Regions from separate parts of the Mus musculus genome. Here region 2 is linked to region 1. Evidence: chromatin contacts called from public promoter capture Hi-C data. All regions are on one chromosome and are shown on one strand. Each heading gives the region's core, a stretch centred on a gene start, on an enhancer-like site or on the middle of the called end of the contact. The rest is flanking DNA. Distances are from core to core; before and after follow the strand shown.

Region 1 (7,256 bases), core at 3,388-5,887:
TGTACCACCTAACATGGTTCAGTGTTCAGTTTATCTTTATAAATTTATTTATTTTTAATTTTACATCTCAGTTTTTAAAACAACTTCCTCCTCCTCCTCTTCTTCCTCTTCCTCCTCCTCCTCCTTCCTCTCCCCCTCTGTGTGTGTGTGTACACATGTGTGTGTGTGTGTGTGTGTGTGTGCGCGCACACGCACGTGTACACTTGCCTGTGATGTCCAGAGGAGGGTTGGATTTCCTAAAGCTGGAATTATGTTTTCGAGTCACCATGTGGGTGCTGGCTCAGGAAGAGCAGCCAGTGTTCTTAGTCACTGAGCCCTTTCTCCAGCCCCTTCTTTATCTTTAGAGGGAAAATAACATACATCCCTTGTGTTTGCTGTGACCTTAAATGTGGAAATGGACGACAAAGCACTGTATATAGAAGGGGCTCAGTAAATGTTGACTGTAAATTTGAAAGAAGGCCAAGGCCAGAGATGGATGGAGTCCCTAGCCTGTATAAAGCAGTTCACGAATGTTTATATCCAAACCAAAGATATTTTAGGATAAGAAAACTTTGAAATAGGATGTGATGGCTCACACCTAGAACCTGACAACTCAGGAGACTGAGGCTGGAGGATCACTGTGAGTTCAAGGCCACCTTGGACTTTTGAGAAATAAAAAAGACTCAGGAGGCTGCTGCTCTTTCCCAGGACCCGGGTTTGGTTTATACCACTCACATGGTGGCTCAGAACCATCCATAGCTCCAGCTCCATGGGATCTGATACCATCTTCTGACCCTTTTGCTCTTTTTTTGTTGCTGTTTTTTGGTTTTTGGTATTTTCGAGACAGGGTTCCTCTGTGTAGCTCTGGCTGTCCTGGAACTCACTCTGTAGACCAGGCTGGCCTTGAACTCAGAGATCCACCAGCCTCTGCCTCCCAAGTGCTGGGATTAAAGGTGTGTGCCGCCACCACCTGGTTTGACCTCTGTTTTCTTATCTGGTTGGTCTACTCATTGATTTAGCAAGTAGAAATTTAAGGCTTTCTACCAGGTGCGTGGCTTTGAGGATGCTGAAGTAAATTAAGTCTAACATTCTCTGTAGTTTGGTTGTAAAGGTTGGCTAGACTAATAAGGAATATGTTTTGCTTAGGACAGGCAAGGCAATGAAGGGGTTAACTGCTGGACTTGGGGAGAAATGGAGTGACTTACCTTCTTTACCTCTGTCTTAGAGGCTTCTTTTGAACTTTCTTCTTTTTTAGATTTATTTATTCTTGTTATTTTATGTGTATGAGTGCTTTGCTTGAACGTATGTATGTGCACCATGTGGGTGTCTGTGAAGTTAGAAGAGGACCTCAGATCCCCTCTGGCTGGAGTTACAGGATGGTTGTGAACTGTCATGTGAGTGCTGGGGATTGATTGTGGGTTCTTTGTAAGAACAAGTGCTGTTAACTGTTAACTGCTGAGCCAGCTCTCCGAGAGGCATAACTCCAGCCCTGACAGAGAGGTTTGTGTCACTGAACTCTTTGTTCAGAGGAGAGCTAGGGTGCCGGTGACCCTAGTTAAAACTCAGCCAACAGACTGTAGACATCTAGAGGAGAGCCTCTGAAGTCCACTCATCCATGCTGGGGCCTTGATACTGAGCCTGGAAAAGAAGGGACAAGGATGGGGGCCTACCTAGCTGCTCCTTTAGACTTCTCACTTCCTCCTCCAGCTGTTTGCTTCGGGTCCCCAGCTCCTCCTTTAGGGCCTGCCGCTGGCGGCTCATCTCTGAGGTAGGAGCAGTAGGCAGCAGGGATAGAGGAGGCATAAGGGAAGGAAATAACGTTACACGTAGGGGAACGTCTCGGCGGAGACACAGAACTAAGAAACTTGGGAGACCTTGAAAATGAGGGAGATAGGAAAGAAGACTCTCTCCCCCATATCTGTTTAGGGGGGACTCTGGCCTTTCCTCCCACTTACTCCCAAAGGTGAAAAAGGTAAGGGCTGTCACTGCATTTTGTTCATGCCAACACCAAGCATGGAACATTAGACACCCTAGGATGTGGTGATCCGTGTTCATACCAGGGATCTATCTTTGGGTCTCTGGACCCTGCCTATGCAGGGAAGGTGAGACTAGGTATGGCAGTTGGAATCACTCTTCATTTCCCTTCCTCCAATTCCCTGACCTCCTCCAGGCCCGTCTCCTGTCCACCTGATCAAACATACCTGCATATATGGCCTTCCCTTCACTTTGGGTTCTTTCCAGTTCAGCTTCTAGCCCTTGTAACCTCTGCTTCAGCCTGTCTTCAGAAGCCTTGGCTCGGCGAGCCTCTTCCCTCTGTAGAGCTGTGAGTATCGCAGAGCCATGCTCAGGCCTGACCGTGGATCTCATAGAATCAATCACCATAGCCTTGAACTCTGCTTCTCTTTGGGAACTTGGCAGTGTCAACCTCTTATGCAGTGTCTCTCCCTGGACCCTCTTGAAACCCACAGAGTTTTCATTCCTACAGAGTCAATAGTCTCTCCGTGTTCTGGCTACTAAAAAACAATGGCTTCCCGAGCTGCAGATTAGCTTCACGGTAGACTACTTACCTATCCTGAATGGGGTTGTGATTGCGTTCTCAGAGTCAGGGGGAAGAACAACTTCTTCATCAATCTTCATTGTCTAGCCCTTCCTCACAATCCTTGCCAACAGAGAATTAGCCCTGGACATAGTCCACACTTCCAGTTCCCCAAGAACCCAGAGATGCCACGTATGCCAAGGCTGCACGGATAGTTCTATGTCAACTTGACACAAGCTAGAATTATCAGAGAGGAGGGAGCCACAACTGAGAAAATGCCTCAGGCTGGAGAGATGGCTCAGCGGTTAAGAGCACTGACTGCTCTTCCAGAGGTTCTGAGTTCAAATCCCAGCAACCACATGGTGACTCACAATCTTCTGTAATGGGATACCCTCTTCTGGAGTGTCTGAAGACAGGGACAGTACACTCATGTACATAAAATAAATAAATCTTTTTTTAAAAAAGATTAGAAGCCGGGCATGGTGGCGCACGCCTTTGATCCCAGCACTTGGGAGGCAGAGGCAGGCGGATTTCTGAGTTCGAGGCCAGCCTGGTCTACAAAGTGAGTTCCAGGACAGCCAGGGCTATACAGAGAAACCCTGTCTCAAAAAACAAACAAACAAACAAGAGAGAGGGAGGGAGGGAGGGAGGGAGGGAGGGAGGGAGGGAGGGAAGGAAGGAAGGAAGGAAGGAAGGAAGGAAGGAAGGAAGGAAGGAAGGAAGGAAGAAAGAAAATGCCTCTATAAGATCTGGCTATAGTTAAGCCTATAGGGCATTTTCTTAATCAGTGAATGATGGGGAGGGCCCAGCCCATTGTGGGTGGTGCTACCCCTTTGCTGGTGGTCCTGGGTTCTATAAAAAAGCAGGCTGAGCAAGCCATGGAGAGCAAGCCAATTAGCAGCACCCCTCCATGACTTCCGTATCAGCTCCTGTCTCCAGGCTCCTAGCTCCTCTCCTGACTTCTTTCAATAATAAACAGTGCTTTGGGTGCGCAAGCCAGATAAACCATCTCCTCCCCACGTTGCTTTGGTTGTGGTGTTTCTTCACAGCAGTGATAACCCTGACTAGGACCTGTCATTGCTGCTGTCTCCTGAGGCTCCACACTCCTTACCCAAGCGGTCCTGAAGCAGCTCCTTCTCGAGCAGCACCAGCCTGTGCTTGGCCTCAGCCTCCACACCTGTCGTGGCAAACCACGGAGTCTTAGGCTACGCTGATCTCGCCCCTGCCCTGTCTTCCTCCCGCACTTTTTGCAGGATGGGGGAAGATCACTGATACCCAATGCCAAAATCTGACAAATTCATAGCCAAGCCTTCACTGCCTTGTACTTGGTGTGTGCTCAAAAGAAGGGTGAAACAGATGACAGAGGCAAAGGACTAGAGGGGGCTCCAGGGGGAGAGAGGCAGTCTCCGGTCCCCAGCCTGGCCGAATCTGAACTCAGGGCTCTGAAGAGGAGGGCAAGAGAGCCTCACTTTAGCCAACTGTGGTGTCAATGCCTAACTAATGCCAGGCATTGTGAGCACCAGGCTGTCCCAGCACTAGGAGGACTAGGAGGATACGTTTGAGGCTTGCCTGGGTTTCTTAGTGACCCTGTGTCAAAAGAACAAAAGACAAAACCAAAACAAACGCCCTCTGTCTTGTTGCCCAGGGAGCTGGATTCCCTCTAAGGACCTTGGTGTGGACATGGACATGCAGGGGCACTGGCCTTCACCCATGGTGACTCACCAGGACTTGAATTCTTTTTCTTCTTCCGTGCCTCAGCTTTTCTCCCCCTTCCTTTGGTTTTAGGTGGCATCCCGCTGTCCTGACGAAGGGAAGACCTATGTAGGTCAGCATACAGACAGGCTTTCCTGACTCTTACACTGAGTTGGTTGGGGGTTTCTGGAGCATCAGAGTGCCAGTCTCCCAGTGCATCTTACACTTCTATAGAAGCTTCATTTCTTGGTCTCTGGGACCCTTAGGGAGGGCTGGGATCACTGAGGGAGAACAATCCTATGTGCAGCAGTCAGCTTCTTAGAGAAACTTCTGGACATCCCTTCTCTCTCCCCAACTTGTGTACTCTCCTCCTTCCTACCTACCTGCAAGACTTTCTGTTGCTTGTGTGGTGTCTCCCTGGGAAATGACATGTCATGGGGACAGTAAAGAGAGACCCAAGTAGATTGAGTCTAGGGAGGAGCCTGGGTCCTGGGAGCCAATCCAAGGTGTAAAACTTCCTCAAGAGGTGGGACCAAGAACTGGGATGTTGGGTTTCTGGATACTGCACGTTGTCCAGGCAACTGGAAAACTCAGGCAGGTGGGTGAGCTAAATCAGCTCATACAAAGGAAAGCTTCTCTTTTTACCTCCATATCCTAGCCCTAAAGAAGAGGCTTAGGAGCCGAATAGCTATTATTCATGTCTACACAGGCACTACCTGTGGTCTGGAGACTCTCCAGGCTAGGAATCTACAAACTTGCAGTCTGGGAGAGCAGTGTTTTGCAAGACATAGGGAAAGCAGGGATAGCGGCCATCACAGCTACTTTATATCTGGAGGTTTCGTGTGAACACAGTGACATTATTTACTTTAAAACAGAAGGTTTGGGGGCTGGAGAGATGGCTCAGTGGTTGAGAGCACTTGGCTGCTCTCCCAGAGGTCCCGAGTTCAATTTCCAGCAACAGCATGGTGGTTCACATCCATCTGTAATGGTATCGGATGCCCTCTTCTGGTGTGTCTGAAGACCACCAGATACATAAAATAAATAAATAAATGTTTTGTTTGTTTTTTGTTTTTTGTTTTTGTTTTTGTTTTTTTTTAAACAACAACCTGAAGGTTTGCCTCAAAAAGGCTACTGTGGTGTGTGAGGGAAACATGTTCTGACACAGGTAGTTGAAAGGATGCTGACCCACAAAGAGGAACACAAATTAGACAAGAGTCTGGAGTTCAGCTACTTAATTTTGCTCAGCTTGTATTTCTTGGTGTATAAGTTTTGTAGCTCCTGAAATCCCCAGACGTCAGTGCAGTGTTTACAGGACTCCTTTTTCCCTCTCCAGTCAATCTTGCCTTCTCCCACTATTTCTTTATGAGGTTTAATCTGCAGGCAGGGGTTTAGCAGCCCCCAGGCTCCCTGCAGCATAAAGTTGCTTAGGGCTCCCTCTAGTGGACTTGCTTGACCGCCTGCACCTCCTAAAGTTTGCAGTTGGTAATTTCTTGGGCAATATTGGGGGAGATCCCCTTTACGGGGTGTTTTTTAGTATCTTATGTATAATTAAAATTTGATTGTTGGCAGAAAGCATGACGGGAAGCCCTCCCTCCATCTGGGAGAGATCCGTCTGGACCTGTGCCATCTCTGGGCACCATAATGTCACCATACATAGAATTTAAACAAGCCTTCCTCCCTGTGGATTATGGAACCTACAGATCCTTTTTAGGCATGTCTGTCCATTCTAGTCCCTGAAAATGTTGGTCAGTTGCATATTATTAGAAGCAAATCTGCCGAAACAGACACAAGATGTGGGACTATGAAATCACTTCCAGAGCAAGCGGAAGGTCAATACCTGTTTTATTTAACTCCGTAGCACTTTAGATACTGTAAGAGAGAGTTTTAATTTTTATTTTTGATTATGTTCTTTATGTGTGGGTTTGTGAGCACAGTGCCGGGGGGCGGGGGAGGCTACAAGAGAGCTTTGGAGTCCCTTGGAGTCGGAGTTACGGGTAGTTGTGAGCAGCCCACCAGTGTGGTGCTGGAAACCAAATTCGAGTCCTCTTCATGAGCAGGACTCACTTTTAACTGCCGAGCCATGTCTCCAGCCCCGGCTCTGGACACTTTATAGAGCAAAGAGTCCTACTTGTCGTTGTGATGCTTACAGCCCCTGTAACGTAGGGCTGGTGACCCCGTACACAGGTCTCAGATATGGAGAAATCTCATTTTTCATCACGTTTTCATTTATTCTTCCTTTAGAATCTCCGGTCCTTTCCCAGGAGCTTCTCAGGGACTTCTTTCCCTGAATCTCTGTCACTCACGTTTGTGCTTGGAAGGACACATTGGGGATGACAGAACACAACCTAGACCTCATGTTTTAGGAGATCGTGTATTTTACAAATGAGTTCAGTCAACTGACTCTCAGGTGCAGGATCAGGATGTGGTTTGAGGTCAAGGTGAAGTGGAGAAAAAAAAAGGTGCCATGTGTCACGTGATGAACTGGTCCCAACGGAACCCAGAAAGGGGTTGGCGTTGTGCTCAGCAATTCAGCCCCTCTTTAGAAAACAAACCAAATAAAAACTGTGAGAAAAAGGCCAACCTTCCCTTCTCTTTTTATTGACTTCAGTTTAGAAGCGACGATAGGAAAGATCGTTTCTGATCTCACTGTCTCTGTTAATTTTTTTTTTTTTTTTTTTTGGGCTGGGGAAGCTGGAGAAATGGGTCAGTAGTTAAGGGTACACGCTGCTCTTGGAGAAGACCCATTCAAGTGCACACACACATTCAGATTGTTAAAATTAAATCTTAAAAACTTGTATTACATTTAGTGTGTGGTCAGAGGACAGCCCATGGGGACTTGGTTCTATCCTTCTCCCATGTGGATCTGTGGGATTGAACCCAGGTCGTTGAGTCTGGCAGCACATACCTTTACCGACTAAGCCATCTTGTTGGCTCCCTGTCCTCCTTTGAATAAGATCTATCCAGGATGGCTTCTGTTTGCTTGTCTTTTGAGAAAGGGACTTACGTGTAGCTCTGACTGACCTGGAACTCCTAGATTGGGGCCTCTACC
Region 2 (6,990 bases), core at 3,926-6,425, 240 kb after region 1:
TAGCTGACTGTAGACACCTCCAAAGCTGTGAGTCAAGATAGACACTCCTTTTCTGTTTAAGTTGTTTATGTCAGCAACCAACACAGGTTCCCTCTTCCGTTTTCTGCTATTATAATAGAACATCACTGCTTGGTTAACTTATAAGTTACAGTTTTAGGGGGTTGAGGTTCTGGAGGCCAGAAATACTGAGAACTGTGGCACTGGTTCCCAGCAAGGGCTTTCCTTCTGTAGCAACATGGTGGAAAGTAAGTGAGCATATGTGAATCAGAGAGGAAAACCCCGACTCTAGCATGCCCTGTTAACAGGCCCAAAACCACAGCAACTAACCCAACCCAGCAATGACATAGATCCATTCATGAGGGCAGGGTCCTGGTGACCTTATCTCCTTTGGAAAGTCCTATCTGTTGACCTTCTTACAATTGTAACTCAATTTAAATATGATGTGTGTGTGTGTGTGTGTGTGTGTGTGTGTGTGTGTGTGTGTGCAACTTCTGTATTAGTCAGGGTTCTCTAGAGTCACAGAACTTATGGATAGTCTCTATATAGTAAAAGAATTTATTGATGACTTACAGTCTGCAGCCCAATTCCCAACAATGGCTCAGTCGTAGCTGTGAATGGAAGTCCAAGGATCTAGCAGTTACTCAGTCTCACACAGCAAGCAGGCGAAGGAGCACACACACACACATGTATATATCAAGACTGGTTTTTCTATGTATATCTGGCTGATCTGAAATTCTCTATGTAGACTAGGTTGGCCTCAAACTCACAGACTGCCTTGCATCCCAGGTGCTAGGATGAAAGGCCAGCACTTACCACACCTGGCTTATAAGGGAAGCTCTCCAATTCTCAGTATTGTGAGGAAACAATGTCTGATGAAAACAGGTTAGAGGGGGAAAGGCTTATGCTTTCGGGTTATCATTGTGGTGTGTGGTGCTAAGAAAGGCTGTAGGTGTAAAGGCAGAAGTATGGACCACTCACAGGTGCCCAGCTTCCTGCCTTTCCTTTTTTATCCAGCTCAGCCCACAGTCCATGGAACAGAGCCACTTATACTCAGATGGCCTTTCTTTCCTTAGTTAAGTTCTCTGCAAAGACCCTCACGGACACAGCAGAGAGGAATCTCCTAGGCGATTCCAAATTCTGCAGCCCAAACCCTGCAAACAGAAGTTTAAGGTCATCCTTAGGTACATAGCTAGTTTCTGCCTGCCTCGGATTGTGAGATCCTGTCTCAAAGAAAGAACAACAACAACAAAACAAACTGATAACAGTGGGAAATGCATCTTTATGCTTTTGAGGTTGTCCAATTGAAGGCAATGAATGCAGAGTTCCGGGCCACAGCAAGGCTACAGCTGTGCCCGGGCTGCCTCCCCCTTCTTTCTGCAGAGGTCCCCTTAGGCCTGCTCTGTCCTACCAGCTCTTTGGGGTTAAGGTTCAGGACAGAAGAATCCCAGACTGAGCAGTGGTTACTTCTCTACGAATCTGGCAGATCCACTGGAGAGCTATAGGATACAGGGACAGACTGTGGTTCCCATGGCAACACCTCCTCCTTGCCTCTCTGGCTCTACTGCTACTTTCTTTCTCAAAGATACTTTGTATATTCACTCAGGACCAGCTCGAAAACAAAGTATGTCATTGCTGCTGTGGTTGAATTGTCTTCATTCACCCCCAATTTGTGTGTTGAAGTTCTCTCATTATCTCATAATGTGACAGTATTGGGAGATAAAGTCTTTAAAGAGGTAATGAAATCATAATTAGGTCTTTGGGGTGGGCATTGATACACTACAACTGGTGTGCCAATAGGAAGAAGACAGCAGAATACAGATGTGTGTGTACATAGAGGAAAGACCAGGCGAAGATACCAGGCAATAGCCTTCTACAAACCAAGCACAGAGAACTTAGAGAAAAAAAACTTTAAAAAATTAAAAAATTTATTATTATTGTGCATATAATGTTGGCCATGTGAGTGTAGGCACACACATACCATGGTACATGTGTGGAGGTCAGAGATAACGAGCTTCCTGCCTTCCTTTCTGACTTCCAACTCTCAGAAGTCAGCTCTCTTCTCTACTATGGTGTCTAGACATTGATACCAGATCCTCAGGCTGGTGATTTTACCCACTGAGTCATCTTGCCACCCCCAAAAGAAAACAACTGTGCTGTGACCTTGTTTTGGGGGTCCCAGTTTCCAGAACTGTGAGAGGTAAGATGTCTTCTGGTCAAGCTGCCCTGTCCATGGTACTGATGTGTATCTATTGCTGTGATGGCATATCTGCTTTTTGTGGACGAATCTGTGATGTGTAAGAGTCATTTGTTCTTTAGAGCACGACCAGTTATGAATCCACTAAGAGACTGTCCATTACAAAAAAATCTTATCATTGATTTATGTCCCATAATCAACCAAGGCTGATAGCAGGGCTCTATGGGTGGACACATGACATTTAGAAGGCAGTTTGACAAGAAATCAGACTGGAATTGAACATCTACATAATAAATGATAGCAGCAACTTCCCCACTGAGACTTATTACCTCTCTAATGTGAGTAGCGGGTGTGGCAGCAGTCCCAAGAAGGCGCCAGGGACTACAGCTAAGTCTTATGACTTGCACCTGACTTCCTCATACACCTGAAAATAAGCCACGACCATTGTGAGAGCTGCACAGGTGCACCATGATGCTGGCAGTTTAAACAAGTCCATATTTGGTGGAGACATGCTCCTGCCGCCCCGATTGGCTGAAGCTGCGTGCCTGGTGAGGTGACGTGGCCTGCTGTGAGTAGATGAGGACTGAGAGTATATAAGAGTAAGAGGTTGGGGGGGGGGGGAGATCGGGGGAGATAGATGAGGAAAAAGATGAAGAGAGAGAGAGGAAGACGGAAGTTTGCTGAATAAACTGCTGTTAGAAGGACTGGTGGTCGTGTCATTCTTGCTGGTCGAGAGCGGACACTACACTCTAAGCCCTGGGATGTTGCCCTGGCTTACAGTACCAGATGAGTTCCCGTCTATGGAGTGGGCCTTAAATATTATCAGAAACACAGCAGTGACAATTGTACCATCTTTGCACCAGGAGGCACGTCTTGGTACTGTAGCATGCGGTGTCCATAGTTGTTGGTGACAGTTCTTTCCCAGAAGTCCACACAGTGTCTTATGACACTGTCAAAGCTAGGCAGCAGGAAGGGAGAGTCCGGTTCAGACCTAGTTCAATTTCTTTACATTCTAGCCAAAACATGCAGTGTCTTTGATGATGGGATCTTAGCATCTAGTTCTACCATGCAACCAACAGCAGTGGCAATAGCTTGTATGGTGTGGGAGACCCAAAGGTCTTCTTGGCCGACAGCTCCTGGTGAGGAGCATACCATTGGCACTGGGACTTTCAATAGACAACAATATGGCTTCTGGGCCATACCCTTCCTGTTCACACAGGGTACTTTCACTTAAATTCTATAATTGTTAGCTTTGCTACTCTTCCAGATGTTTTTACAAACCTGCAAGACACTCGAGAGTTAACATTATCCAAAGGAGCCTTTTTAGAAAGGGTGGGTTAGATCTTAGGTTCATCATCGTCCATTCTAAGTGCCTGCCAGTTGGTCAAGGGCAGGTAAGGGGATACAAAAAGGTAATAAGGGTCAATGCAGTACAAAATGGTCTCGTTTCTTGCATCAGCTCTTTTGTCAAAGAGCAATGTTTGGTACTGTAGCATTGATAGAGGGCACACTACTCCAGGTAGTCCTTGACAATCCACAGCCATCCCTGTGAGCCATTCCTCCTTCCTTATCTTCCTTATCCTGCACTGGGTCCCTGCATATCTGTCTACTCAGGAGAGAAATGTTCACAGCATACTGCCCACCCCTAGGCTAAGCTTAACCTTTTACCTGGAAGTTGTTCCAGAGGCTTAGAGCTTTCCAGAAACTATTGTAACATTTGATTTTCTGTTAATTTTTCCCCTTAGGAACTCCAGTTTGTCACATTTGCCCTCGAGCTGCCCAGATGTCTGCTTTGTCCTTCTCTTCCCCTTCTTGATAACTTTAGCACCTTACAGATGCAATTGACAAGCTGGCTAGAGTTTACTCAGCATAAGCCTCTACTCCATAAAGATCTCATCTCAACACAGGCTTGGCTAAGCCAGCAAAACCCCACATCAGTTCCGTGGTCCCTACAAAATCAACCAAGCTCTTTCTTAACTCTCCCACGCACATAGAGCACAGCTCTGGCAGGTCCTGTGAACTGAGAACCACACTCTTCCCCTTACACTTTCAGGTCCTTCAGTAAAACTTGCCACTGGCTTTCAGTTCTGCTATTCCTAGACATCTGAACAAAGGACCATCAAGTATCCTTAAAGGCTCCTGTGAGCCAGTCCATGGAGGAGAGTATGGAGGAGGGCCGATATCCCTCCTATTGCCTCAAGCTGTGCTGCTTTGTTTCAAGGAAGGATGGGAAATTATATTAGTTCCTCTGCTTTCAAAATACTCAGCCCGATCTAGTCCACCCTCACCTCCCAGAACTTCACCCTCAGGTTGTCAGAGGCTGTTCTTTGCTACCTCAAGTCTTTCCCTGTTCAGTTGGTTCAGATGTGGAGTGTCCCCTGATCCTCACACTGTCTTGTATTGGAGCATTATGAAGACCTGCCTACCCACCATCTGCATGCCAAATCATAGATTCCCTTCTTAGGCTAAAAGGTTGGATTCAAGGGCCACCTTCTGTCACCTTTAACCTCTTTCCTGCCTCTTCACTGTCCAGGTCTTCCCTTGAATTTCAAGTTGTTATGAAATATAGCATGGGGTGCATGCATTGGGGTGGGGTGTGCCTGGTGGGCCTATGCCAAGGTGTCTCCCTGAGAAATCATGTCATGCAACAGACCTGGTATAAAGGACATTTATTAGGGGGGAGGGGAGTGAGAGAATGGGGAGGCAGACAGACTAGAGCAGAGCCATGAGAGCAGAGAAATGGGTACAGAAAAGGACAGAAAGAAGGACAAAAGGGGAGAAAGAGACTGGCTGGGAGAGAGAGAGAGAGAGAGAGAGAGAGAGAAAACTGGGGTGACAGCAGTCCTTTTATACCTCGCAGTTGGCAGTGGCAGGTAACAGTGGCAGATGATGTTGTAAGCGTTTGCTATGTTCCTGGGAGGAGCCTAGTAAAATCGCCTGTAAGCTAAAGCAATTCTTTGGATCTATTTAGCACAGATCTCATTTGTATTCTCATTTCCTTGGAACTTGCCAACTGTAAGAAACAGCAAGCCAACACTTCCATCCCATCTCCCACAAGCCTCTTCAAAAGAGAATTTTCTGCCAAATTAGAAGCTAAAGCAGCAGACAACACCCAGTGCCTTTTTTGCTTTGTCATTTCTCCCTTGGGTGGGCAGCTTCTTTCTGGGAAGATAGTTTAATTCAAATTGCATGTGGGTGACCACAAGAAAGGTCACATAACTGACACCACAGCTTGATGACCCCATCCTGTGAGTGCTACTTTTAGAGAGGGCAGTGCAGTTTCCAGCTCAGCAGTAGTTTGGGGGCATCTCATAGTGACATGGTGACATCATTCATCATGGCGCCTCAGACCCAGTAGAAGTAGATGGCCAATGACCAGGCTGGATAGCAATGACAGGTAAAGCAAACAGTTTCACCAAAGTCTACTTTAGTGATCCAGTGAGTTACTTGGAGTGTCTGACTCAAAGAGAGCTGTATCACCAAAGAGCCTACTTACCCCAGCATTGTCATGACTTGAGAGCCACACGTTTGGAGTAGTCTACACAATTTTCAGGTAGCTTGGCTAGCCAGCAGTACTTACTGTCTCTACAATCCCCTGAGTATCAGAACTTACAAGAGGTCTCCTACCCTACTCTTGTGAATAATGTTTCCTGTTTCCTTCATTTCCTGAGTCTTAAGAGTCTTTCCAGCCCCTCTGGAAACTCCAATTGGGCACTCCAATGTGGAGGAAGGGACTGCACTGCCTTCCCAAGGCCACCTCCCCTTTTGTTTCATGTTGGAGATGAGTTTAGAGCTTGTGACTGTAAATTCAGACAAAGACTATTTGACAGAACAGGTGCAACGGAGTTGAACGTGCTGCAAGAGCACGCCATATGTGGTGAGCCAGGGGTCCTTTCGTCAACTTTTATTTTGTATTTGTTCCTATTGAGTTTTTGTATGTGGTGTGTATCACTATGACTTGCAGTTTAAAAGAAAAAGAAAAAGAAAAAGAAAAAGAAATGAGGGCTGGTGAGATGGCTTGGTGGGTAAAGGGGCTTGCTGCCAAGTCTGATGACTTGAGTTTGATCTCTAGAACTCATATTATGCAGAGAGAACTGACTCTGGCAAATTGTCCTCTGCCCTCCATACACTCACACACACATAAGCAATAGATTAAAAACAACAACCAACCAACCAAGCAAACAAAAAACCTTGGATAACTTGGAAATCAGTGCAGTGGTTCCTCAGAAAGATGGGGATCGATCTACCTCAAGTCAACCCAGCTACCCACTCTTGGGCATATATCCAAAGGGCGCATCATTCTACTACAGAGACAGCTGCTCAGCTATGTGCATCACTGTTCTATTCATGATAGACAGACATTGAAAACAACCTAGATGTCTGTCAGGGGATAAAGAAAATTTGGTACATTTACAGAACTTACTCAGATGTTTAAAAAGAAAAACGATATCATGTAATTTGCAGGTGATTGGATGAAACTAAAAAAAAAAAAAAAAAATCATCCCGAGTTAGGTAATTCAGACCCAGAAAGGCAAGTATGGTAAGTATTTGCTTTTATGAGGATGTTAGCTGTTATCAATCAAGTCATTGATAAGCAAGCTATATGTAACCATATAACTGTTTTGTTGTTGTTGTTGTTGTTGTTGTTGTTGTTATTTCCCCAAGACAGGGTTTCTCTGTGTAGCCCTGGCTGTCCTGGAACTCACTCTATAGACCAGGCTGGCCTCAAACTCAGAAATCTGCCAGCCTCTGCCTCCCAAGTGCTGGGATTAGAGGTGTGCACCACCACTACCAGA

The links. Promoter capture Hi-C pulls out the DNA fragments that hold promoters and counts their contacts.
Region 2: a promoter capture Hi-C map of hippocampal neurons shows a contact between it and region 1, with 2.0 times the contacts expected there. The contact joins the enhancer-like site here to the promoter of Ccdc153 in region 1. A contact is called at or near these places in 7 of 39 promoter capture datasets (cranial neural crest, epiblast stem cells, frontonasal cranial neural crest and 4 more), 3 of 484 Hi-C or Micro-C datasets (the G1E-ER4 cell line, pre-pro-B cells and uterus), 4 of 115 datasets of contacts at active chromatin or transcription factors (effector CD8 T cells, embryonic forebrain, embryonic midbrain and 1 more) and 3 of 9 other capture datasets (adipose tissue, embryonic stem cells and liver).

What each region holds. Positions count from the first base shown.
Region 1 is chr9:44,238,058-44,245,313 of GRCm38.p6, reverse strand. It overlaps Ccdc153 (coiled-coil domain containing 153), which reads right to left and starts at 4,637. Exons shown (of 7, transcript NM_001081369.2): 1 at 4,591-4,637; 2 at 4,238-4,316; 3 at 3,627-3,692; 4 at 2,181-2,300; 5 at 1,650-1,742. The coding sequence starts at 4,307.
Region 2 is chr9:44,002,751-44,009,740 of GRCm38.p6, reverse strand. No RefSeq gene overlaps it. Among named protein-coding and RNA genes, the nearest start is that of Gm30373, 32 kb to the right of the region's middle. Within about 2 kb of position 5,175, at least 19 of the 459 cell types and tissues checked have an H3K27ac peak or open chromatin away from gene starts, as enhancers often do. A contact at or near this core is called in hippocampal neurons and pre-pro-B cells, where this site is marked.